Linked DNA regions of Mus musculus: region 1 is linked to region 2. Evidence: chromatin contacts called from public promoter capture Hi-C data. All regions are on one chromosome and are shown on one strand. The core of a region is the stretch at or near the end of the contact, and the rest is flanking DNA. Distances in the headings are between cores, read along the strand shown. Region 1 overlaps Aknad1 (AKNA domain containing 1). Region 2 holds the start of Taf13 (TATA-box binding protein associated factor 13).

Region 1 (6,532 bases), core at 3,242-5,741, 200 kb after region 2:
CTGTACCTGATCTTATTGAAATGTGGGCATTGATGCAATAGGTCTGTGTGAGCCCATGCCTCTGCAGTTACAGCAAGCTCCTAGGTGGTACCAACTGTTGCTGGTTCCCACCTGGGGATGACCATTTGAGTAGCAAAGGTCTAGGGGTTATTTCCTTGTGAATGAATTGGAAATTCCTGGATTTGTATCATGATTGGGTGTCTATTGCTGTGATAAAGACCCCATGATCAGAAGCAACGGGAGAAGGAGAGGGTTTGTTTCACTTCACAGGCTGCAGTCCATCATTGAGGGAAGTCAGGGCAGGAACAAACGCAGAGACAAGGGAGGAATGCTGCTTACTGGCTTGCTCTTCATGGGCTACCCAGCTTTATAATATATATATATATATATATATATATATATATATATATATATCTTAGAATCACATCTTAGTGTTGTAGGGAGGGTGCACACAGAACCTTCTCATGAAGTAAGTAGCTCCAGTGTGCAGGACTCACCCCTACACAGGAATGCCCGCTTTCCTACCTCAGTCCATCCAATTGTCTTTTCCTCCCAACCTTTGCCAAGCTGGGACATAAAACCTGGCATCTCCCTGTTCATTTTTTGACTGTTTGTGAAGTTCACCAGTGTCCATTTGTTTATTGGCTATTCACACTTTCTCTTGGACACCAACCCTGTACCTACATTCGTAACACCGAAACCTCAGCTACTGATAGTGTTTTAAAAGGCAGATAGTTAAGAAAATAGGAACCGTGTGTAATGCTGGTGTGGAAATCTTTATTCTGTTCAGCGCTCTGACAAAGAAAGCACAACTGGGGTCAAGAGCACGTGCTCATGAGTCACGCACTATAGGGTCAGCAGCTTTGCCCTCTGTGACTGACTTTGTGACAGTCTCTGTGTTAGTTGTATTTACCATTAGAGCTGGAGTCCAGAGTCACAGAGAGTCACAGAGAAGGCTGTATGAGAAGCATCGGGAACACAGTGGGAAATCAAACACTGTAGCTGTCTCCACCAAAGAAAAAATGACAACACTGAAGCCCTTCAAAAAAAAAAAAAAATTGAATGAGCAAATAGGATGTGAACTAAAAAGTTGTAAGTAGGAAAGAAAACCAAAATATGACCATAAGCGAAGTATTCACCTCCTTTGGTTCTAGAAAAGATGCTAAGCAACATGACTCCCCCGCCCACACACACGTTAGGTGAGCGAAAACATTTTTGAGTGATAATTCTTGGTGCGAGAACCGTGTGGTCTAGTTGAGTCACCCACATCGTTGGCAGCTGTGTAAGCCAATCGAGAAACGTGCAGAAAGCTGTCTGGCAAAATGTGTCATCACACAAACACACTCAAAACCTTTGGCCCAGATGTTTCCTCAGGAAGTAATTCAGAATGTGGAAAAACCTACATGGCCAGTAAGGCTTGGGCCAGCATTGTTTATAGTGGTGGAAAAGGGACATTGATGTTCTGTTTACATGAAAGGATAAGGCCACGGTCAAACTACATGGCAGTCAAACTGCTGTGCCGTTGTATGTGTTAACAGTGTTTCCGTGCGTTTCCAGCATTTATGATACAAGTAGCCCCCAGATCTTGTATTAATTCATGATGGATAAATTTCTTTGGAAAACAAACAAACAAACAAACAAACAAACAAAAATCAGCTCTTGATCACTGGAGTAGCCAGTGGTCAGATTGGTTTAAAACTTAATCTTCTAGAGGCTGGAAGATAGCTCAGTAGGTAAACATGCTAATTATGTAAACCTGGCCACTCAAATTTGACCCCTGGAGCCCATGTGAAACCTCAGATGTCATGGCTTTCCTTCAGAGAGATGGGAGGTAGGGACAGGAGAGTGGCCTGGGTAGGGTGGCTAGCCTGGACTACACAGGGCATCCACAGAAACAAGAGAGACCTGTCTCTGCAAGGTGGAAAGTGGGTGGGTTGGGACACTTGCACCTTGTCTTCAGACCTCGACACATGCACTGTGGCATGTGACACACACACACACACACACACACACACACACACGCCTGTAAATGCTAGGGATACAGACCTCTGCAGCCATGCCGTGCATTTGGTAGGAGTTTGTTTGGGGACTCGAACTCAGACCCTCATGCTTGTACAAGAAGTATTCTTACCATCCGAGCCATCTCCCCAGCCCGGGAAAGACTGTTGCTCACCATGGATAGCAGTGCAAGTGAGATCAAGTCTTCAGTGTGAGCAGAAATACCCACGATGGGCAATGTTCAACTGAAGAGCATGTTGCAGGTGCTGAGGGGTACGCCTCCTTAGGGCAATGCTCATCAGAATCACCTGGGACACTTTAAAGCATGGCTCCTACCGAACTAGCCCCTCCTAGCAACTCTGGCATGGTAGGCGGGGTGAGTCGTGTTCGTTATTTTCAAAACTGCAAGGATGTTGATGCTCTCTGCAGTAAAGAACCAGCAATGGCAGATTTTCATGGTGAGGGAGCCCAGTCCCTTGATGCAGGCCTCAGTAGCTAACCAATGGCTTGGCATAGCTAGCATCCACTCTCACTGGAATTATGAACCCACCACGGCCTCCTACCCATCCTCAAGAAGCCCCACCCACCAAGGAGTGGGCATCAGGAAGCACAGTGGGGATGGTATGCCACCATCTTTGTAAAGGCCTGCTTTCCTCCGGCACTGTTAAGATTCTCCTGGGCCACAAAGCACACACAGCTCAGGATGAGGTCAGACCTGGATGACCTGGCCACATCAGGACCAGAGACAACTGCCAGGCAGCTCTTCCAGACAGGAAGCAGAGCCCACACTGAGCTCACTTTCCAAGTCCTCCACCCTTCACCCCAGGATGAACAGATTTGGGGTGTTGTAGGGATTTTCTTTTGTTGCAAGGATCAAACAAATCCATGCTATGCAAGGGTTCTGCCACAGAGCTATAGCCCTACCCCAGAAGGAGGCCGGTCAGCCTTCCAGTTCATCAGGGAACCCTGTCTCAAGGCAATAAGGTAAACAGCAGTCGCCTCTGTCGGTCAGTGTGTGCATTGACATACTCCTTCATCACACACACACACACACACACACACACACACACACACACACACACACACACAGAGTCTTTCCTACTGGGTCTCATCGAAAGCAAGCTCCATTCCTCTTCTCTAGACAGATCTTTGAATTCATAAGGAAAAAATCAAAAATCCTCTGGCATTAACAAGCTGTAAGCTATAAAACCCTAAAGAGAAGTCAGTACCGCTTTGAAACACCCCTTGAAACAACAGCTGGCTTCCGAGGTGGTTGCGGGACATTTGTTTGTAGCTCCTATCAGTTAGGAGAGGCACCACTTCCTAGTGCTTTACCTCAGCTGCTTTACCTGGAAAGGTCAAGAGTCAGGGAGGGAGGAACTGTTTGCAACCACTGTTTAAGTACATCCTCTGATAGGAGTAGATGGTGAGGTCTGGAGGACTGTAGCTTCCTGTTAAGAGAGCCAGCCTCCGTGGGAGTGACCTGTCCCATGGGAGTGACCTGTCATGAGTGCTTTATTAAGTTTCTGTCCCTAGAGAAAGAGAGAGCGTGGGGTTGGGCTCCAAAGCCCTATGAATTGCCTGGCATGGACTAGCGAGAGCTTCCAGCCTTTGGTCCCACTGCAGCTCTGATCGATCCCTTAAACACAGGGTACCACTGAGTTTACTCACCTGGGCAGCCCAGGCTTGGGATTGTTTTTTTTTTTTTTTTTTTTTTTTTTTTTTTTTTTTAGTGGATTGAATTAACTAGCAATCCAGATTTGAGAATCTTTAAAAAAAGATTTTTATTAGGCCTAATGAAATATTTTGACATTTATAAAAGACTTTGATTGCTGGGCGTGGTGACACACCTTTAATCCTAGGAGAGGCAGGGAGATCTCTATGAGTTAGAGGCCAGCTTGGTCTACATAGTTCCAGGATGAGACTCTGACTCAAAAATTAAAAAAAAAAATTGATTAAGTGTAAAATATCAATTGTTTCTTTTCCAAATTCCTAGTTTAAGTCCAAAAACAAAAATATATCAGCCTCTGCTGGGGCTAGTGTTCCAGAGTGAGTGTTTAAAAGGGGGGCAGGGGAGGGGGGAGGGAGGAAAGTAAAATCACACCCGAGACTTCGTGACTTCGCTGTGGGAAGTTACTGGGTACAATATGACTTGGGAACTGGAATCATAACCTCCGTAATAGTCCCGAGGCATTATTCGCTGTGCAGTCTTCATCTAAGTCCCCATTTACTGTCGTCAGCAGGTTGTAGTCTTTATGATGTGCCTTGCCTAAATGCAAACACTCTGATGGGATATATCAATGCACATCCCGAGCTCTGTCTCTGATGCAGGCCTTGGGATTGGAGAGTAAACGTTACCGGTTTTGTCTCCCTGGAAAATGGCCGCCTCCTGTAGAATTGCTCTTGGCTCTTCTGTTTGGCCAGATCTGAGTGAGGAGAGAAGTCTAAGAGTGGCAGAGAAATGTAATCGATGCGTTGGCCTGAACTCACTTGAACCATATCCAAGCTTTCCACTCAGAGAGCAGATGTTCACAGGCCTCGGAGGCAGAGGGTGGAGACAGAATGAGGTGTGAGGAAATATATGACTCAGGAGGAGGACATGTTTTTCCAAGAGTAGGGAAGGGCTGGAAAGGGCTGGAAAGAGCCTGGCTTCCAACCCCAAATGGGGTCCTCTCTCCATGACCATCAGTCTCAGGCACAGCTGGAGGGAGGGAAATATGTTTGCTCAGCAATGCTGCCAAGTTCTTCAACCAGCCATGGGCAAACCTGTCCCATCTGTCTCAGGATGTCCTAGACTCCATGCCTTTCACACAAGAACATGCACTCTCCTCCAGGGACTGTTAGTGTATCCCGGGGCTGAGCAAGAGAGTTGTTAAGAGCTGTAATTAATTAAAATTCTTTTGGAGGAGTTAGAATCTGTGCGGAGGCTGAAACTACACAGGCCAGAGAAGTCTCCTGATAGTAGTTGTGTCTTTCTGATGCCCCCTGGTGGCTATATGCTATTAAGTGAACTCCAGGCTCCCAGCCACAAAATCCACTTTGCTGGACTCTGTTTAGCATGTACTTAGAGCGATGTGTACCAGTGCTAATGTATAGTGTGCCTTCTTCCCTAAACAAGAATTGTTCTGAGATGGCTTGACCTGAAGTCCCAGTACCGAAGGTTGGAGGCAGGAGAATTGCTGTTACAGACCAGCTTGGATTAGTGTGAGATCTTGCCTGAAAATAATAAAAGCAACCAACCAACCAAAAATCCACAACACACACACACACACACACACACACACACACACACACAAAATTGTGATATGGTATTATGAAGAAAAAAAGAATTTGTAGTACAGAATTATAACAATTATAATTATAATTCTTGTTATTTTTGTGTGTGTGTGCATGTACCAAGCCCTATATGTGGAGGGTAGAGGTCAACTTGTAGATGTCAGTTGTCTACCTACATGATGTAGGCTCTGAGGATCAAACCTAAGCCATCAGGCTTGGTGGCAAGCAACCTTATCCACTGAACTACCTCACCAGCCTGGAGAATACCAGGGAAATTTAAGTCTTCATTTTTCCCACACTAGTGCTAAATTTTTGAGACATTATTTTTTTTCTTTTTTAAGGAAACAGAAAATGGAGAAAAGGGGCCACAGAAGAACTAACTGTGGGAAGTTTTCCAGTAGCATCCATGAAAAAACACTGCCCCAAGACTCGGCTCTCGGTAAGTTGGAGGGGTTGGGTGTACATAGTTGTTAGTGATCCCTCACTGTGAGTCCCGGCTTGCCATCTGCCATTGCGATAGCATGACATTTGACTAGGATGATGTTTGTTTCCCTTTCTCAAAACATGAAGAACTAGTAATGGGTTGTTTAAGGAGTGGTTAAGCAGAGTAAAGTACCAGTACATGCTTCTAGTTATGCCCGGCAACTTGCGCTCTGAGCCGGACTCATAACTGCACCGGGTAAGTTACCAGGCTTGTGGAAGGCGCAGCTGACTCATCCCCATGCATCGCACAGAGGCAGAGGGAGCTGTGGGTGGGAGCAGGCAAAGAGGGCGTGAGTACGTGAGACTCATGAGAACCTCTCTCTGTAGACAGTTTAAAGCTGAGGAGCGTACCCTGGCCAAACCGCTGCGGGTGATAGAGAGGTGACCCAGAGGCCTGCCTGCTTAGGCAGCTCCTGCACTTGCCAGCATCGGTTCCTCATAGCTGAGCTGGAGGTGCAAGCCAGAGATGACACAGCATGCTTATGCGCATGCTCCCTGTGTCCAGAGCCTTGCGGGCACTCAGCATCTTGTTAGATCCCACTTGGTTCTGAATTGACCTCTCTGGGGATGGTATACTTTCAAATAAGAGCTTTGGAGGACTGGAAAGATGTCTCAGCAGTGAGGAATGCTTATTGGCCTTGCAGAGGACCAGGGTTCAGTTCCCAGAACTCAAGTTTGGGAGGCTCAACCGAAATCGAAAGCCCTGTTCTGGCCCTCCATGAACACCTGAGTGTATACTTGTGTGTGTGTGTGTGTGTGTATGTGTGTGTGTGTG
Region 2 (5,902 bases), core at 295-2,794:
GTTTTTCCCAGTTTCCATTTTGGAGTTTGAGTTAAGAGGGTTGAATTATCCATGCTTCATAGTTTATACGCTGATAGCGTAAGTGTCTATAGTCCTTTCCTTTTTACTTATACATATTTATACATATTTATTTATGCCCTATTTCCACCTTTTCTGTGTTGCCATCTTTCTGATATATTTAATGTCTCTGCTTTTTGTTTATTTGTTTGTTTGGTTTGGTTTTTCGAGACAGGGTTTCTCTGTGTAGCCTTGGCTGTCCTAGAACTCACTCTGTAGACCAGGCTGGCCTTGAACTCAGAAATCCGCCTGCCTCTGCCTCCCAAGTGCTGGGACAAAAAGCATGGACCACCACTGCCGAGCTTTGGTTTTCTTGTTTTGACTATGTAGCCCTGGCTGGCCTCTAACTCAAAGAGATCTTCTGGCTTCTGCCTCCCAAGGCAGGGATTAAAGGCGAGTGCCACTACACTTAGCTCTTTCATAATTTTAAAATATTTTCTTATTATTGTGTATGGAAGCCAGAGGACAACCTTGCAGACTCTGTCTTCTCACCTTTCACTTTTTATACAGGTCCCAGGGATTGAACCTGAGCCTTAGGCTTATTCCGCTAGAGCTTTTATTGACTGAACCATTTCTCTAGCACATCTTTTGTAATTTAAAAAAAAAAAAAAGAAGAAGAAGCAAAAAACGGCCGGGCAGTGGTGGCGCACGCCTTTAGTCCCACCACTTGGGAGGCAGAGGCAAGCGGATTTCTGAGAACGAGGCCGGCCTGATCTACAGAGTGAGTTCCAGGATAGCCAGGGCTACACAGAGATACCCTGTCTTGAAAAAACCAAAAAAAAAAAAAAAAAAAAGCGCAAAACAACCTTCCAACCCAAACTACATATATATATTGCGTATTAACGGAGGCAGGAAAGATTGCTCCGTGGTTAAGAGTATTGGCTGCTTTTCAAGAGACTTGAGTTTGATTCCTAGCCCCTATATAGCGGTTCACAATCGTCTATCTCTAGTTCCAGGAAATCGGTTGCTCTATTTTGGCTTCTTTGGTGCTGCACACACATGGTACACATACTTGCCGGCAAAACACCTATTTACATAAAAGAAAGTAGATATATAATTATATAATAATATAGATACTATATATAATATCATGGGGCTTGTGTACTTGAGTGGATCAGCCCCAGAGGCAAAAAGTCATCCTATTTTTACAGGCATTTGTGAGCCTCCGTAAGTATGCACAAATTTATCACTTATGTTTTCTGAGACATGGGCTCATGAAACTTGAGCTGATCTCGAACTCGAAGCCCTCTTGCCTCTGCCTGCCAAGTGCAGAGATTTCCCGGCGTAGTATACCACGCCTGGCTTCTTTGTAATTTTTAATTCCTCCTTCAGGATTCCACACGTAAGAGCACGTCACTGACTTCCAGCCAATCCCAAGGCCGGGGTTGGGTAGGAGAATGAACGCGCACGCCTCTCTGCGCAACGCTGGCCAGGCCGGAAGTGACGTACGTATCTTATAAAACTCGCCAGCCGCCGGTGGGCGGGTTCAGAAGGCTGGCGAGCAGCTAGCATGGCAGATGAGGAGGAAGACCCCACCGTGAGTGAGCGCCTGTCTCAGCCTGGTTCCTCACTCCTTTCGGATCACTAGCGGAGGCAGAGTCTGACCCGCTTGTGCCTTAGGGATTCCCGCCGAGAGTCCGGGGGCTCCGCGGTGTTTTCCTTTTTTGGTTTACCTTAGTCAGTGCGTGGGACAAGACGGGAAGGAAGAGTAGAAAGGGTCTCTCTTTGACCTGGATCTTCCCGACACTAAGACATCTAGAGGGTCATAGGAGATCAAAGCTGATTAAAGCGGAACCAGCAGCCCAGATGCTGACAAAACTAGTGAAGATAGCGGAGAAACGATGAACTAAAGACAGGAAGCTTGGGATCCAAATTCTCCTTTGGCATCGGTTTTCTTGTGAGGTAGAGTCCAGCCCAGTTAAGGAAAGTTCTTAGCCCTTTATCAGTTGCTTCCGATGACAGCAGAGAGTAGATTTTAAACTACCAGGTTTTTACAGTAGTCTTGCTTAGCAGTGTGACAACTAAATTGGCTAAAACCAAACCCAGAACCTGAGGTCGTTAGAACTTTACACACGCACGGTTGTAAGGTTGTTAGCAGCCGTAATAAAAGCCTTCTTGCACGACTTGAGAATTGGACTAGGGCTTATGAGCCCTTTGGTGCTAAATTTTCGTGGTTTTGTGCAGTTTGCTTTAGCTTCTCACTTTCGAAAATGAAAAAGGGTCACTGGGCGTGGTGGCGCACACCTTTAATCCCAGCACTCAGGAGCAGAGGCAAGCGGATCTCCGTGAGTTCAGGCAGACACGGGCACATAGTGAGACCACTTTGTCTCAAAAAAAAAAAAAAAAAAAGTGTAGAGAGATAGCTTTAGTGCTTAGGAGCATTTGCTGTCACATCTGGCAACCTACAGCGATTAGACCTAGTTTGGCCTCTATGGGCAACAGCAGGCACATTTATGTAGGCACACAATACACATAAATAATAAATGCCTTTAAAAAAAAAGATGAAAAGAGTGCAGGAGGTGTAGCTCAGTGGTCAAGCATCTGTTTAGCATCGTGAGCTCGTGGGTTCAATTCACAGCACTCCACAAAGAGGGCGAGCAGGAGGAGACTCGAGGGAATATCACGTGCACTGCAATCATTTGCCATGTCCGTGTTTTAAAATTTCTAGTTTGAGGAGGAGAATGAAGAAATTGGAGGAGGAGCGGAAGGTGGCCAGGGGAAGAGAAAGAGACTTTTCTCGAAAGAATGTAAGTTGTACTTTCTAGTGTTTTTATTACAGGTGGTGAAAGCTTTTGAACATGTCTTTTCAGAGTATATTGTTCTGCATATGTTTGTTTATAGGGACAGTGTTCTCAGAGTTGCCTATAAGGTTGCCTGTTTTTATTCTTGGTGTTTGTTTGTTTGTTTGTTTGTTTTAAAGATAGGCTCTGTATAGCCAAGGCTATACTGGTGCTTACTGTTTAGCCCATGCTAGCCTTGGTTTGGTGGTAGTCCTGCTTTAGCCTCTCAAGTCCTGGGATTGCAGGTGTGCATCCCATGGTCAGTATAAGTCTCTCTCATGTCTACTAATTCTCTCTGTGTGACATAAAATAATGAATGTGATCACCTCTGCCCTCCTCCTTGAGGCAGGGTTTTTTTGTTTTGTTTGTTTTTGTTTTTCTTTTCCTTTTTTGAGGCTTGGTTTTTCTGTGTAGCCCTGGCTGTCCTAGAACTCTTTCTGGAGTTTAGAATAGATCAAGATCTGCTAGTCTTGAACTCACAGAGATGTGCCTGCCTGCCTCTGCCTCCTGGGTGCTGGGATTAAAGCTGTGAACCACCACCACCCAGCTGAGGCAGGGTTTTTAGATCCCAGCATGATTTCAAACTTGGTATGCATATGCGTATAACCTTGAACTTGCAAGAACCTTGCAAGAACCTTGAACTTCTGCTCTCCTATCTGTTTCCCTGGCTCTAGATGTACAGGCATATGCCATGGCTCCCAGTTGACATTTTGAACGTTGTATCCCTCTTGTGTCCACCTTTCAAATGATGTAAGTTGAGGCTTTGGACTAAGGCATAGCTCAGGGCAAGAAGGTGGTGAAGTGTGCTGTGGAGATGACAGTGCACTAGCCTTCCATGGTGCTCCTTAAACAGACAGGTAGCCCTTGGGGCAGCGCAGGGTGAGCGGTGTCCACTTGTTGTGCCCATACTAATTCCTGAAAGGCCCATGAGACTGCACTCTCCATCCCTTCTCCCAGGCTCCTTGGCTGAGCCTTGGGAAGTACAGCGGCAGAGATTTATAAATGCCTGAGTACAGTAGGATTGAAAAATTCTAGAAACTGCAAGATCAGCCTTTAACTCTCTAAATCTTTTTTGATCCCAGCTCTTGGGAGAGATAGGGATGGGAGAATTTGAGTTCAGGGTCTTCCTCATTGAGTTTGAAGGCAACTTCGGCTGTATCTTACAACCATAACAGAAATCCTCACTAGTACCTTCCAGTTTCGTTCAAGTCTGACCACTTCCCATTCTGTCTCACTGATGCTAGTTACGTGATTTGTGTGTGGTTTTACTCCTTATGTGGACATATGAAAACGACCCTTACACTAAAGTGCTCTAGGAATGGTATTCACCCTGCTGCTTGTCCAAACCTTTAGTTCAGTTTCAACTGCTCTACTTTTGTGATGACAAAAATTTGGAATCTTCGCAGGCTTCTCCCACTGACTTAATAGAATCTTCATGTCTCTTCTATTTTTGCTGGGGTTTTTTTTGTTTGTTTGTTTTGTTTTTGTTTTTTGTTTTGGACAGGGTCTTGCTGTGTGGTCCAGGTTGACCTTAAACTATTGTTTCTCTTGACTCCATGATTCCCTCCTTCTACCATGTGATGGTACTCAGAAGGTACCAGATATGGAACTCAGGTCTTCAGGCTTGGCAGCAGGTGACCTTATGTGCTGAGCTATCTCCCTGGGCTACATTATTATTATTATTATTATTATTATTATTATTATTATTATTACATCATTTTCCCCCCTTCCCTTTCATCCCTCCAAACCCTCCCATATACTCCTCCTTGCTTTTTCAAATTCATAGGCTCTTTATTAATTGTTGTTGTATATATACACATATGTACATACATTCTCTCTCTCTCTCTTTCTCTCTCTCTCTCTCTCTCTCTCTCTCTCTCTCTCCAAGTATGTCAGGACAACTTGCTCTGTCTGTTTTCAAGGGCTTACCACTGGTTTGGACAGCCAGTTGGTGTGCTTAAGGCTGGGAAGACTGCTCCACCCTTTCCCAGAATTCCTTAGTTGCCTGCAGTTCTTCTAGGAGAGTTGAAGCCTCCTGGGCTTCCCCCTCTCCACATTAGCGTGTCTGTTTTTGTTGCCCTGGGCAGCTTGTTTGATTTTGAGACAGGGTTTCCTATAGCCTAGGCTGCTTTGTCACTGAACTTGAACTTCTGATCCTCCTGCCTTTACTTCCCAAGTGCTGAGATTATAGGGGTGTGCCACCATAACCAGTTTTATTCACTTCTGGGAATCTAACCCAGGGCTCTACGAATGCTAAATAGGACCTTCCTGACTGAGCCGCATGCCCAGCCCTACAGATTTCTTTTTCTTATTGTAACATGGAGTTTCAAAGGATCTCCTGTCATTTGTCTATGCTTTACTAACCCTTTGGCCAAATATGTGCATCTTATATAACAAATTTTCTACTCCCAATGAGATAGGTGAATTATGCCCATCAAAATGTTAATGATGGGTATCTTCCTCAAATATTTAAGGAAAAAACAGCTCATAGTGGGAAATGATAACATATATCACTTTAGCTAATGATCAGAGTTAGCATCATCAGTGATACATTGGCATATACCCCTGATCTGAGAGTGTCTTGACTTTGGTGTTCTTTCAATAGCATGTAAAAGCATTCTAACCTCAGTATAATCACAAGAAAACAGCAGACAGGACCATCTGCAATATCTGACTAGGATGCTTGTTGAGGTCTTAAAGGACAGGGAAGAGATAAGGAGTTGCCACAGGTTGGATGGAACAAACTATAGAGGTGTAATGGGTAAGCAGAGTAGAGTCTGATGGGAGTCTGAAAAAGAGGCCTGGGCACTGTAGATCCGTGGTAAGAGCATCTTCCTAGCACGTGTGAAGCTCTGGTGGGGGATGGGGTTGAAACAAGGAACCTGAACAGAAAAATCAGTACAATCTGAATAAGGTACTAGTGTTAATTTTTTAATTTTGATGAATATTTGTTATATAAAAGTAAGGGGAAGCTAGATACTGGGCATATGGGAACTCTCCTCTTTCTTTTTTTTTAAACTCATCTGTAAGTCTAAAATTATCTCTTAAAAAGACAAGTTTTAAAA

What was found. Promoter capture Hi-C pulls out the DNA fragments that hold promoters and counts their contacts.
Region 1: a contact with region 2 is called in a promoter capture Hi-C map of liver, with 2.2 times the contacts expected there. The contact joins the enhancer-like site here to the promoter of Taf13 in region 2. A contact is called at or near these places in 4 of 39 promoter capture datasets (3T3-L1-derived adipocytes, cranial neural crest, hippocampal neurons and 1 more), 4 of 484 Hi-C or Micro-C datasets (bone marrow-derived macrophages, epidermal suprabasal cells and uterus), 3 of 115 datasets of contacts at active chromatin or transcription factors (acute myeloid leukemia, intestinal villus epithelium and pancreatic cancer cells) and 1 of 9 other capture datasets (liver).

What each region holds. Positions count from the first base shown.
Region 1 is chr3:108,766,295-108,772,826 of GRCm38.p6, forward strand. Aknad1 (AKNA domain containing 1) reads left to right here. Exons shown (of 12, transcript NM_177859.3): 7 at 5,616-5,713. Among named protein-coding and RNA genes, the nearest start is that of Aknad1, 30 kb to the left of the region's middle. Within about 2 kb of position 4,492, at least 116 of the 459 cell types and tissues checked have an H3K27ac peak or open chromatin away from gene starts, as enhancers often do. A contact at or near this core is called in 3T3-L1-derived adipocytes, epidermal suprabasal cells, intestinal villus epithelium and 3 more, where this site is marked.
Region 2 is chr3:108,570,155-108,576,056 of GRCm38.p6, forward strand. It overlaps Taf13 (TATA-box binding protein associated factor 13), which reads left to right and starts at 1,545. Exons shown (of 4, transcript NM_025444.2): 1 at 1,545-1,594; 2 at 2,726-2,804. The coding sequence starts at 1,568.